Regions from separate parts of the Mus musculus genome. Here region 1 is linked to region 2. Evidence: chromatin contacts called from public promoter capture Hi-C data. All regions are on one chromosome and are shown on one strand. The core of a region is the stretch at or near the end of the contact, and the rest is flanking DNA. Distances in the headings are between cores, read along the strand shown.

The links. Capture Hi-C pulls out chosen DNA fragments and counts their contacts.
Region 1: a contact with region 2 is called in a promoter capture Hi-C map of adipose tissue. The contact joins two enhancer-like sites. A contact is called at or near these places in 12 of 39 promoter capture datasets (the C10 cell line, the HPC-7 cell line, HPC-7-derived erythroid cells and 9 more), 3 of 15 datasets of contacts at CTCF or cohesin (the G1E-ER4 cell line and embryonic stem cells), 20 of 484 Hi-C or Micro-C datasets (8-cell embryo, Sertoli cells, bone marrow-derived macrophages and 8 more), 16 of 115 datasets of contacts at active chromatin or transcription factors (the 230-238 cell line, the HPC-7 cell line, VIP interneurons and 10 more) and 3 of 9 other capture datasets (adipose tissue, liver and pancreatic islet).

Annotation. Positions count from the first base shown.
Region 1 is chr4:107,831,222-107,836,969 of GRCm38.p6, reverse strand. Lrp8 (low density lipoprotein receptor-related protein 8, apolipoprotein e receptor) reads right to left here. Exons shown (of 20, transcript NM_053073.3): 3 at 2,221-2,343. Among named protein-coding and RNA genes, the nearest start is that of Lrp8os2, 11 kb to the right of the region's middle. Within about 2 kb of position 1,354, at least 61 of the 459 cell types and tissues checked have an H3K27ac peak or open chromatin away from gene starts, as enhancers often do.
Region 2 is chr4:107,763,881-107,769,627 of GRCm38.p6, reverse strand. Gm12907 (a long non-coding RNA gene) reads right to left here. Exons shown (of 4, transcript XR_867989.3): 2 at 3,062-4,465; 3 at 519-612. Among named protein-coding and RNA genes, the nearest start is that of Gm12907, 7.5 kb to the right of the region's middle. Within about 2 kb of position 3,962, at least 14 of the 459 cell types and tissues checked have an H3K27ac peak or open chromatin away from gene starts, as enhancers often do.

The DNA of each region.
Region 1 (5,748 bases), core at 105-2,604, 70 kb before region 2:
GCGGGTTGGCTGCTGGGTTTTCATTCAGTTGGGAAGCTGAGAGCAAGCTTGCTACCAAGTCCAGCTGCCACAAATTCTGCCTGGCCTTCAAGGCCCTCTCAGGGCGATTCTTCCAGGCAGCCCTCCCTACTCTAAGACCCCAGGACCATTGTGACGGTTCGTAAGGTAGGGATCCCAGACTCTGTGCCCCACTAGACAAGGGCAAAAACAGGGTCTTGAACTACTAAGAATTTAGGAATCTTAAAATGGGGAAATCTTTGGGATTCTAGATTTGGATACATTATATAATGAGGGGTGGCAGTGGATACAGGACCTCACAGGAATTGCCTGGGGTAACCCACAGGAAGCTGGGCCTCTTCGATCCTAGGTGCTGCTCCCATGAATCTCAGAGAGCTTGAGAAGACTGCCTTTTGTCACGGAAGAGACACTTGCCACAAACAGGCTGCGTGTCTGCAGGTCTATCAAGTTCTAAAGGCTGCTCAGCTGTCAACTCTCAGGGCCCTGGAAGTCAGGAGTGGGGTGTGTGGGTCCATCGCAGGTCAGAAGGCAGTGAGCACTGGCATTCTGAGGTAGAAAGACAAGGAAACAGGCAGGCTAGGAGAGAGGGGCGGTAAGAGGGGGCAGGGAGCATGAGCCAGTAGGGATGCAGAGCCCAGAAGAGCGGGACAGGTGAGAGGGCCGGACAGGGCGGGGAGGAGGCAATACCCCTAAACAGAGATGTAGAGAGAAGGGAGCATAGCCCTTGGGCAGCAAGACTGCCCTCCCCCAGTGACCTCCATAAAGCCTCTACCCACATCCAGGATCACAAGGCAGAACTGGCTGACTATTAGGGTAGGAAGGTCCACCCCAACCCCAGAAACTCTCCAGGAGGCACAGGACTCTGTCCCTTCTCGGCTGAGCAGCCCTGGCCAAGAGGCCAAACCTGGTCCAGTGTGTTTTTCTCTGGGAGAGATGCAGCACCCTTGCGTGCTCCAGGCTGGCAGGACAATGGTAGTACAGGCAAGTGCATCAAGGCTCTCTTCTTTTGGAAGGGCAGGAGAGAGTGCAGGGCTTCCTTCTGCCTCCAGGCCTCCCAGGACAGCATGGAGTGGCATTTGGTGTGGTAAGGAAAGGATGGGCCTGCAGTAAAACTGGGAAGGGCTTGGCAGCCGCCTAGGAAATGAGGGGCCCTTTGTCTGGGGCAGGGGTCTCTCTCTCTCTCTCTCTCTCTCTCTCTCTCTCTCTCTCTCTCTCTCGCTCTCTTGGAAACTGGTAGCTTTGTTGCTAGGAGACAGGAAAACCCAGTTATCATCAGTGGCAGCCCTAAATGGGACTCTGGCCTCCATTGTCCCTGCCTCTACCTCTGGGGCAAATGTTAGCCTCAGAGAGCGGTTTCTGGATCTCCCCTCAGTCCCACCACCCTCCACGTGCTCCCCACAGTCCCACACCATCCTCCACGTGCTCCCCACAGCCTTTTGTCTCAGGCTTGCCTTGCTATAGCTCTGCCTCTGGACCATTGGGTCCTCCCCCTCCCCTTCCGCATCTCCTTTTTAATTTAACAAATGTCACGGAATGACCTGCCAGGTCTAAGTTTGCTTTGAGGATTAGAGCCTAGAAAAGAAATCACGGAGAGACAAAGCCCTGCGTGTGGAAGGCAGTCCCGAAGCACTAGCCACGCCACCTCTTCCCGGTTCCTTATGTCATCATGTAGCTAGCCACGAAGAACAGGCCCCAGAAAAGGGGGGGGGGCTTGAAGTCTTGGCTGGGTGACCATGGACAAATCACACTAACTCTCTGAGTTTCTGTATGCCCCTTTTGAAAAGTCAGAGAGTGGCGGTGCCTGCCTCTAGAGGCTGCTACGAAGATAAAAGGAATACAAAGAGCTTAGCAATCGAGGTGTGGCCCATGGTAAATGATTAGCGCGCACCAGCTGCCGTTAGTGCTGCTGGAATTACAATTCAGATCTTCAAGCGTGAGAGCAGGGGGCCTGAGGTGAGGCAGGGCTACCTCTGCGCACCACTCTAATTCCTGGTGCTGCAGGAACTGAGGGAACCTACAGGGAAGCTCAGGAGAAGGCCAGGGAAACAGGCAGAGCAGCTCCACGGACCATCGCCTGCTCACCAGGAGCCGCCCACTCCCCCAAGGGCCTGGCATGGAGCATCCTCTGACTATGGCCTGTGAGCCTAACAACCTATCAACCTCAAAGTGCTGAGGAGGAAACTGAGGTGGGGCAAGACTCACAGCACGTGGCCTTCGATTCGTCAGAGCCATCGGGACACTCCTCCTCGCCGTCGCACTTCCACCGCTCTGGGATGCAGTGGCCATTGTCACAGGTGAAGTCGCTGTCCGCGCAGGTCCTCTTGGCTGTGGGACAAAGATAAGAGCATAAGGGTGAGCACTGAATGCTTTTCTAAGACAGAGGCAGGAGGCAGGTGGGTAACTGGCGTGTGCTCAGCCTCAGAAGTGTACCACCAAAGCTCCCCGAGGGTCTCAGGCACAGCCAGGCTGTCACCATGGCTCCACACCACAGCATCCCTCTCCTGGACTCCTCCTGCAGGCAGGCCTCAGCCTCTTCACCTGCTTAAATCCCAGCGCACAAACAGGACCCCTGGGAAAGCCCCAGGGAGCGCTCATGACCACGAACCCTAAAAGAAGATGATGGTTTTGTAGCAGGATGAATAAAGGATTTTGTCCTTGAAGTTGTGGCCATGATGGAGCATGGGTCCCTGTCATGGAACTCTGCAGGAAGGAAGGCTCATGTCCTGCATCAGGGTTTCAGAACCCTGCTGGGCCTCCTGCCATCTGCGTGAATTTGAGGACATCACTAACCTCTGAATTCCCTCTTACTATAAAGAGCAGAAGGGCTGAAAGATAGCAGGAAGCTAATGTGTGAGGATGTGCAATCGGGCCCCGGCGCATGGCAGGTGCTTGCCGTCAGTACAGCTATTGCTGTTTGTCTGGGGAGTAATTAGAAGGGAAAGAAATGGGCTGTTGTGTGCCCATGCAAGCTGAGATTGCATGACTCATAGCGGAGCAGGGGTAAGAACATGAATACTATGTCCAGCCCCAAACTATTTGCTGCCCCGTGTGCCTAGTTCTGAAAGGAACTGGATGTAAGGGTCAGGGTGGAGAAGTTGGCCACGCCCCCTTATTATTTCTCTGTGTTGTCCCGGTGCCTGGCACTGATTATAAATATGATCAGACAAGGGCAGAACAAGGCAGCTGTCCCAACAGGGAACCTGCAGGTGAGCATGGCGGCCTGCCCACCCTGGGAAGTGTGGAGTAGAGGTTCAGGACTTGGCTTTTGGCTTCTTGCGCCCTTCATGTACTCCAGGGACTCCTCAACATCACCTGCATTCAGCTCCCATGAGCCCTACCCTAGGACTGAGAGCCCAGGAACAGGGGCAAGAAGGCAGGAGCCCTGAACAGGGAGCTAGCAGGCCTGGATGTGCATTTTGGCTGTTCTGCTTTGCCATGTACTCTCAAGGAAGACACTTTCCCTCCCAGGTCTTTGGTCTTCCTAGGGAAAGGGAAGGGGATTTGGTAAGACACAATCGTTTGGGCATGGTAGACAGTCACAGGCCAAGAGGCCCCAGAACTGGCAGAGAGAGGCCAAGAGGGTCCTCAGGAGCCCAGGCCCTGGGTGTCCTCTCCCTGAGTGACAGTGGAACTAGATGTGATATTGGGGCCATCTGGATACGACCCCTCTCTAGCAGCTAGAAAGTCTTCCTCCTCTTCCTCCCCTTTCCAGCTTCCCAAATGGCCCCACCATGACTACTGTTGGTCCCTACGTACTATTAATAGTCCCCCTCTGCCAAGTCTGTCATCTGAAAATCCTTACACTGCTTTTCCCTTACAAGCTTGGATGTTCTTTCCCATCACCTCCAGTCTCTGTCGGGGGCCTCCCCTGAGCTGCCACAATCCTCTCAACGGTCTTCTACAGCTTGGCAAACTTGTCACAGATGATAGACATTTGGGGCTTTCGGCTGCAATGGGCTCTGCCCTGCTCCTCGGGTTTTGCCATGTGGACAGAGCCCTGACAGAATAGTAGGTGGGTGCACAGGGCTGTGTTGCAGTAGAAGGCTGTTTCCAAAGACCAGCAATAGGCTAGTTTGGGCCTGAGCCCTTAAATCTGATGCCTGCTGCTTTACATCACTGTGGATCCTGTGGTCTGGTGTGGCTGGCTTTTCTCCCGTCTTTCCACAAGGAACCATGTCAGATTCCACACAGGACCCAACGCGGGGCAGACCACAGGAGGACACCAATCCCTGCCTGGCATCTCTGCTCGTACACATCCAGGGTAGGGCCCCTCCCCTGGGTAAACACAGTCCATGGCCTGAGGGTTTGCTGGCTTTTGTTTGTACTTTTTCCCCTTCTTGTGGTCCTCCAGCTGCCGAGCAGAGTTTTGGGAACACTGACTGTCGTCTTGACTCTGGTCCATGCCTGCTTTGCTTTTCCATAGTATCCTTTGGCCATCTCTATTCTGAGATTTCTTCACATCTTCCTAAGACAGATGCCTCCGTTTCTTATTTTTTCCGGCTCCCTTGATGCTGCTGGGTATTTTACTCAGGAAATCCCAGGACAGACAGCCTAACATTTCATCATATAACACAGGCAGAGTTCCAGGCAGCGCTCGCGCTCTTAAGTTATATGTCTAAGGTCACATGGAAGTGAGAACAGATTTGAACCTGTCAGGTTCAGCAGGTTTCCGCCAGCACAGTCCTCCAACAGTGGCTGACGCACATGGCGGCGGAAAAGCCCCTCAAATACCTGGAGGATCCTATGAGAGCCCCAGTATCCAATAGTCCCGTGCTCCTGGGAACACAAGAGTAGGACAGCTAGGCCCGTGCTCCTGGGAACGCAGAGTAGGACAGCTACGCCAAGGAGCTCCAGCAAGGGGACAAGCTTGCCAAGGAGCAAGATGAATTGCTTAAGGTGATGCAGGAACACTGTCACTGGGCACAAGACAGCCAGATACCATCCCTGTCACTGGGCACAAGACAAGACAGCCAGATACCATCCCAGAACCCTTAATTCTGAGCATTCTGGGAGTGCAGGGGAGAGCTTGCTCACTCCCTGTATGCCAAGCCATAGCAGACACTGGGCACGGACGCCATAGCAGCCAAATGCCAGCAGTGTCAGCTCAGGCTTAGCTGACCCACAGCAGACTGCGGGACAGACTGTTTCAGTATCTGGGCCGGTTCGGCCATATTCACCCAGATCTAGACTTGGGCCTCTCACCCCAAATCCTACAACCCCCTCACAGCTACCCTGGCAACTGCTGTCAATCTCGTTTACAGAGGAAACTGAGGCTCAAAGACGTGAGTGGGTAGGCGGCAGAAGGACTTCAGGGTCTGTGAGAGGTAAATAAATCCCTTCCCACAAACCTGCAGCCATGAGGGCACTGACTGGCAGGGGAGGAGCGAGGACTCCTGTGACAGAGGCCCCTCAACTCTCAGGGACCTCGTAGCAAACCAACCACCAAGCACAGAGGCTCCTGCACAAAGCTATACCCTTGCCATGTGCCCGGAAGTGTGCTGCAGAGACCTGGCCTATGATGACAGTCCATGCTTGGAGAACACACCACCCTGTGGAAACAGAGGTGATATGACCACTTTCAGGCTAGAGACTGCACTAAACCACCTTTGAAGTCCCCCCGTTGGACTAGGTGACTGAAGGCAAGTCCCTTCTGTCTCCGAGCCAGTAGGGATGTGACTTTCCTGTGTAGCACTGCCACAGGACAAAAGGCAAAAGAGCTCAGTGAACAAG
Region 2 (5,747 bases), core at 2,713-5,212:
AAAAAAAAAAAAATAGAAGTCAGAGCTGGGGAGATGGCTTAGCATGCATGTGTGCTTACTATGAGGACTGAGTTCAAACCCCCAGGGTGTGTGCTAAAGCCACTGTGATCCTGACACTCCTATGAGAAGGTAGGAGGCAAAAAGGAGCAGCATTCTAGAAGATGGCTGCAGCCTGTACTGTGCAGCAGAAACAAAGAGAGCCTGTCTCAAGGTAAGGATTAACACCTGCGATTACGCTCTGAGCTGCACACCATGGCACGTATGCACCAGAATTTATACACGCACATGCACTCACACACATACACATGTACACAAATAAAGGAGTGTGTAAATAGATGTTAGGAATGTCTACGATGGCCCATTGTACAGTCTTTTATTCCTTCACTATTCTACACCTGCCATGGTCCCATCGATGCCCTAAAACAAAACTCTGTTCTTCCGATAAAGAGTCTGTGCTTCTCAGGAAATTCAAACAAGTGTTCAACCACACAATCAGGTGGAATAAAAGGGTGGCCCACCTCTTCTCTCTGATCAGCAGTCTGGGCTTCGTCGCGTGGCTTTCTGTATCTTCAGGTGACAGGAACTCACAAGATGCCAGAAAGAATTTAGGAGCTGAAGCGGAAACCAGATGAAAAACTATGAAAACGATTACACCGGCCATTTCTGCTCTGAGCAGGAGGCTGAACTCAATAAACTCTAAAGTGCCTTCAATTTCTCAGACCAAACCTTTCGTCTGGCTGGGGACGGCAGTTTGGTGTGTGAATAGCTGTTCAAATTGGTGTGCCTCCGGGTGGCCAATCCATCACTAGTGGATCTGAGACATTTTTCTCTCTTATAACATTTCACGTGCAAAAAAATATCCTCGCTTACCTCAAAGCCTCCCAAAACATTCTGTTGTACGTGACTATCTTCCAAGGTACTAGGGGTTCACTGTGCCCCTTTTCAAAAAAGGTCACCCCATCTGGGCTTGTGACTGTTTACAGCCCTCCATGGAAGGGTGAGGTGGGCCATAAGGCCCTCACTCAAATTTCCAGACACTTCCTACCACCTGGGTGAGTGCAGCTCTACCTTAATTACACATGACCTGGGAGAGGGGCTAGAATATATACGCCAGGGAAGATAATAGAGGCTTGATCTCTGCAGGTGTGGAAAGGCCCTGATTCATGCTGTGAAGACTTTCCGGTGGCCTTTTGGGGGGAGAAGCACTCAATACCCCGTAAGTAACCTCACCTATGCTCTGTAAGGAAGCCAAAGGCTCACTGGTTCCCCAGGCTGAACTATGGTAGAATTATGCCTTGGTTTGTCATTGGAGCCTTAGGTGGAGGGATAGACATTACACCCCTTACCTTAAGAAAAGGGTTTCAGCAACATATTTTTTCTAAAAACTTTATGATTATAAGTTTTCATTTAGGGTCATGATCTGTACCAACGCAACATGTTGTTTGGAGGGAGGTAAGGGCTAGATCTAATATCTCCTCCTATGGATAGCTAATTGTTCCAATATGTTTATCTAAAATGATCACTCCCAATGAGGGGTGAAACGCATTCGGCCACGAGCGGGCTTCTGGCTTGAAGCTGTTCTTTCCCTTCGTTTGCTATGATTATGCTTGCAAACCACACTGTCTCGGCAGTCGGCACCAGCTCTTCACGCTTGCTCTTCAGCTGAAGATCGTTTTAGCCGCCAGAGACGCTCACGTTCTCGCAGACCATAGAGGTTTTCTTTTCATTCTTGAGAGTCTCCTCATGTAGTCCAGGCTTGAACTTGATCTCCCCGCCTCCTGTGTACCTCTTCAGAAAACCTTCTGCGATTAATCTCTTGTTAATTTCATGTTTAATGTGAGTGTGTGTGTGTGTGAGTGTGTGTGTGTGTGTGTGTGTGTGTGTGTGTGTGTGTGTAGGGATGTGCACCAAGGCATGAATGTGGACATCAAAGGTCAGCTTCGGGCGGGGCGAGGAAGAGGTGTTAGTTCTCTTTCTCCACTTTGAGGGTCCCAGGGATCAAGTGAAGGTCTTCAGGTCTGGCAGAAAGCATCCTTAGCCACTGAGCCATCTCACCAGCCCCTGCCAGGGTTGTGTTGAAGCCCTAGGCCATTTGGGAAGCACAGACACCCTGACTGTGGGTGTTCCAACACATCATTTACAGTTACAATTGCATAGATTGTTAATTTCTGTTAGCCATAGTCTGTAGTTTTTAGATACACAGAGCCTTCTTAGATATATTTTTAGCATTCTGTTTTCTGATAACGGTATAAGTGACATTTAATTTTTCCACCTTAAATTTTGCTTTTGTAGCACAGCAAAGCACAATTGACTTTTATAAACTCCTCTCATAGCCCGTAACTGAATTTACTCATTAATTCAAGTAAATACTTTGTAGGTTCTACAGAGCTCTCTAATGAAACAAAGTCATTTGTAAATCTTGGCATTTAGGGCTGGGGAGATGGTTCAGAGGTTAAGAGCTGTCCTGAGTTCAATTCCCAGCAACCACATGGTGGCTCAGAACAATCTGTAATGGGATCTGATGCCCTCTTCTCTCTAAGGACAGCTAGAGTGTTACTCATATACATCAAATAAATAAATATTTAAAAAATAAATCTCAGCATTTTAACTAATTTTCTACTATACTTATTTTATTTTCCTTGCCTTCTAATTGCACTAGAGTTTCCATTTCAGCATAAAATAGAAATGGTGAGAACGGACAGGCCTGCCCCATTACTGAAGTCCATGGCATTGGCTGTCGGCCTTTTGTAGATGTTGGTTACTACATGGAGAAAGGGGCCGGCCACGCTTCTAGCTTCCTTTCAGTTTCATCAGGAATATGTTTTTAATTTTCTCAGAGGATTTTTCAACATCTGCAGAAGCAAATGTAGGTTTTCTCCTCTCTTTATAAATAGGGGATTGCATTAATTACCAAATGTGAAGCTAACCTTGCTCTTCTGGAACAATTCCAGTTGACTGTGGTACGCTGTGCTGTTACAAATTGCCCTGAGGGTCCCCTGTCCCCCACCGCCAAGACACCACCATGCCCTCCAGGGAGTCACATGGGTGGTAGGGATCTGACCTTAAAGTCTTGCTTTATTCACTGAGGGGGCTCCCCAGTCCTTCCTTGGTTATTGAAGAAGCTGTTGGTCTTCTCGTGACACGGGGCTTCAGCTCATTACCTTTGTTTCTCAAGCATGCAGATTGGCCTCGTATCCTAGGCTGCCTTAGTCATGTGAGAGAATTCCAGCCAAGGGAATGTGGGTGGAAGTGATGGTTTTTGCTTCTCAATGCATAAGATGCTTAGGACTCAACTAGTGGGAGGCATAGTTTAGCCCCTAACTATTGTAGGTATGGGCTTACATTTACTCATTTGTGTGAGTGTACTCGTGTGTGTGCAGAGCTCAGGGGACAACTTTTCGTAGTCCTTTTTGTCTTTCTACCATATGAGAACCAGGGATCTAACTCAGGGTGTCAGGCTTGGCGGCATGTGCCTTTCATTTGTGATGATGAATCAGCTCAGGCTGTAGTTTAAAGAAAGCTTAAAGTTTATGGCTGTTCCTTCCTCTCCTTCTTGGCATATGGTTTATCTGCTTCTGTGTGCCCATGCTGCGGATGTGGAAGGAAGTAATTTGAAATCTTCCTTTAAAGTCCTGTGTCTCAGTCCCTTGATACAGGATTTCCCACTGAACCTTGACCCCGAGGGTTTTCCAGCTGGGCTGTCTGGCCACACTGGGTGTTTCAAGTGGGTTCCGAACTCAATTCATCCTGCTTGCACAACTGCTCTTACCCACTGGGTGAGCTCTCTCTCTCTCTCTCTCTCTCTCCCCTCCCTCCTCTCTCCATCCACTCAGTCCCCCAGACCCTATTACCCAGAAGGCTGTCCTGAATGAGCTGTCCTCTGGTTTCTAGCTAGGATTGGCCTATGGGAAGGGAGACCTCCGTCTGGAGTCAGGGAAACACCAGGGTTGTGGGATTGCCTATTGGCTGCCTAGACCCCTCCCTATCGGGCTGTGTGTGATGACTGATCCCTCTGTGTTGGTCCAGGGCACTTGTGTCCCTGGGGCCAGGGATGGTGGCAGTTCTGTATACGTCTGGCCCGAGAACCTCACAACCAGATTGTCCCTTCCCTTTGTCTGTCATGCCCTATGAGTGGCTCCTTTGTCACTCTCCTCTGATGTCACACACACACACACACACACACACACACACACACACCCACGATGGAGCAATGCCATGTGCTTCTTTTCAACCAAAGCCCATCAGCCCTTTCAATGCGGCCTCCTAAGCAGTGCCCTGCCCTGCCTCTCTGACTGTTGCAGGACACTGAGGGCTCCTACCTGGTCTGTTGTTCGCTCACCTCGGTTTCCCAGCTCACACCTCGCCAGCAGCTGCTTCCTTCAAATGCAGATCTTCAGGGCATCATGAATATTTAAAACATTTCATCACAAAAGCAATACTTGCTTATTGTGCAAAATGTCAGAAGCTGTAAAGGGAAAGTGGAAATTGCTGTCTTCCTCTGCTCCCACCTTGGAGCCACCACAGGTAAGGTTACTGCGGGTCCTGCCACATGCTTTCTGTGCATACGTGAGGATCTGAGTGTGGGCCTCAGAGGCCCATCAGTTGTGCGTACACTTCTTTCAGAAGCTCGGCTGTCCACAAACATAGTTTTATGGTCTTTTCTGTCAGTCTCATTAGCTTATATCATTGTACAGATCGCGTTTATTGTGGCCTTCTCACACCCATATGCAATGGGCTTCCATTCCATTCATCCCCCATTTCTCTCATTATGCCCTTCCCCACACTCATTGCTTTCCTTTCCCCTCAAATAATTTGCCTTATACTTTACACCTTAAATGAACAAGCTCTAGAGCCGGGTGGTGGTGGCAGCACATGCCGTTGATCCCAACACTCAGGAGGCAGAAGCAGGTGGATCTCTGTGAGTTCAAGGTCAGCCTGGTCTACAAAGTTCCAGGACAGCCAGGACTACACAGAGAAACTGCATGCGCTCGTGTGTGTGTGTGTGTGTGTGTGTGTGTGTGTGTGTTTCTGAGTCTGGCTTGTTTCATTTCCGATGATCTCTGGCTCCATTCATTCTCATGTAAATGACATAATCTCACCTTTTTGATGGATGAATAATACTCCACCGTATGAAGGGTGTGATGTCTTGGTCTGCTCATCCACTGGCTCCCAGGCAGATTCTATGACATTGACACTGAACAGTGCTGCAGTAACCACAGACGAGCAGGAATCTATCTCTGAGCCATGCCCACTCGGATCCCTCAGATTTAGTCTCAGGAGTGGGGTGGCTGCTGAGTACTTTGTGATGTGACTCTGTTACTGTTGTCTGCCCTGCTGTCCCATCAATGGACAATGTTTGGTTGATTCACACTTTTGGTGACTTCCCATGGGGTTGCCAAAGGCTTCCTTGCCTGGGTATTACTATGCCTGGGAATAGACATTTCAACAGCAGTGACTTGCTGGGTCAAAGGGCTTGTATTTAGCATCTGATGAATGTGTCAGATTGTTCCCCTCAACAGGAAGAACATAAGGATGTCTGCCCATGCTTATTGGTACTGGATTTTTAGGAAAAGTGACCCACCAGATTAATTTCAATGTAAAGAGGTGGCATGTTGTGTCCTGTCCTCAAGTGCCCACCGCACAAGTAACTTCTCAGAGAAGACAGAAGAGAGAGCGGGGTGGGGAGGGACCCATACAGTGATTTCTAAGAAGCTTAATAAATGCTATCCCAACCACTGGATCAAGAA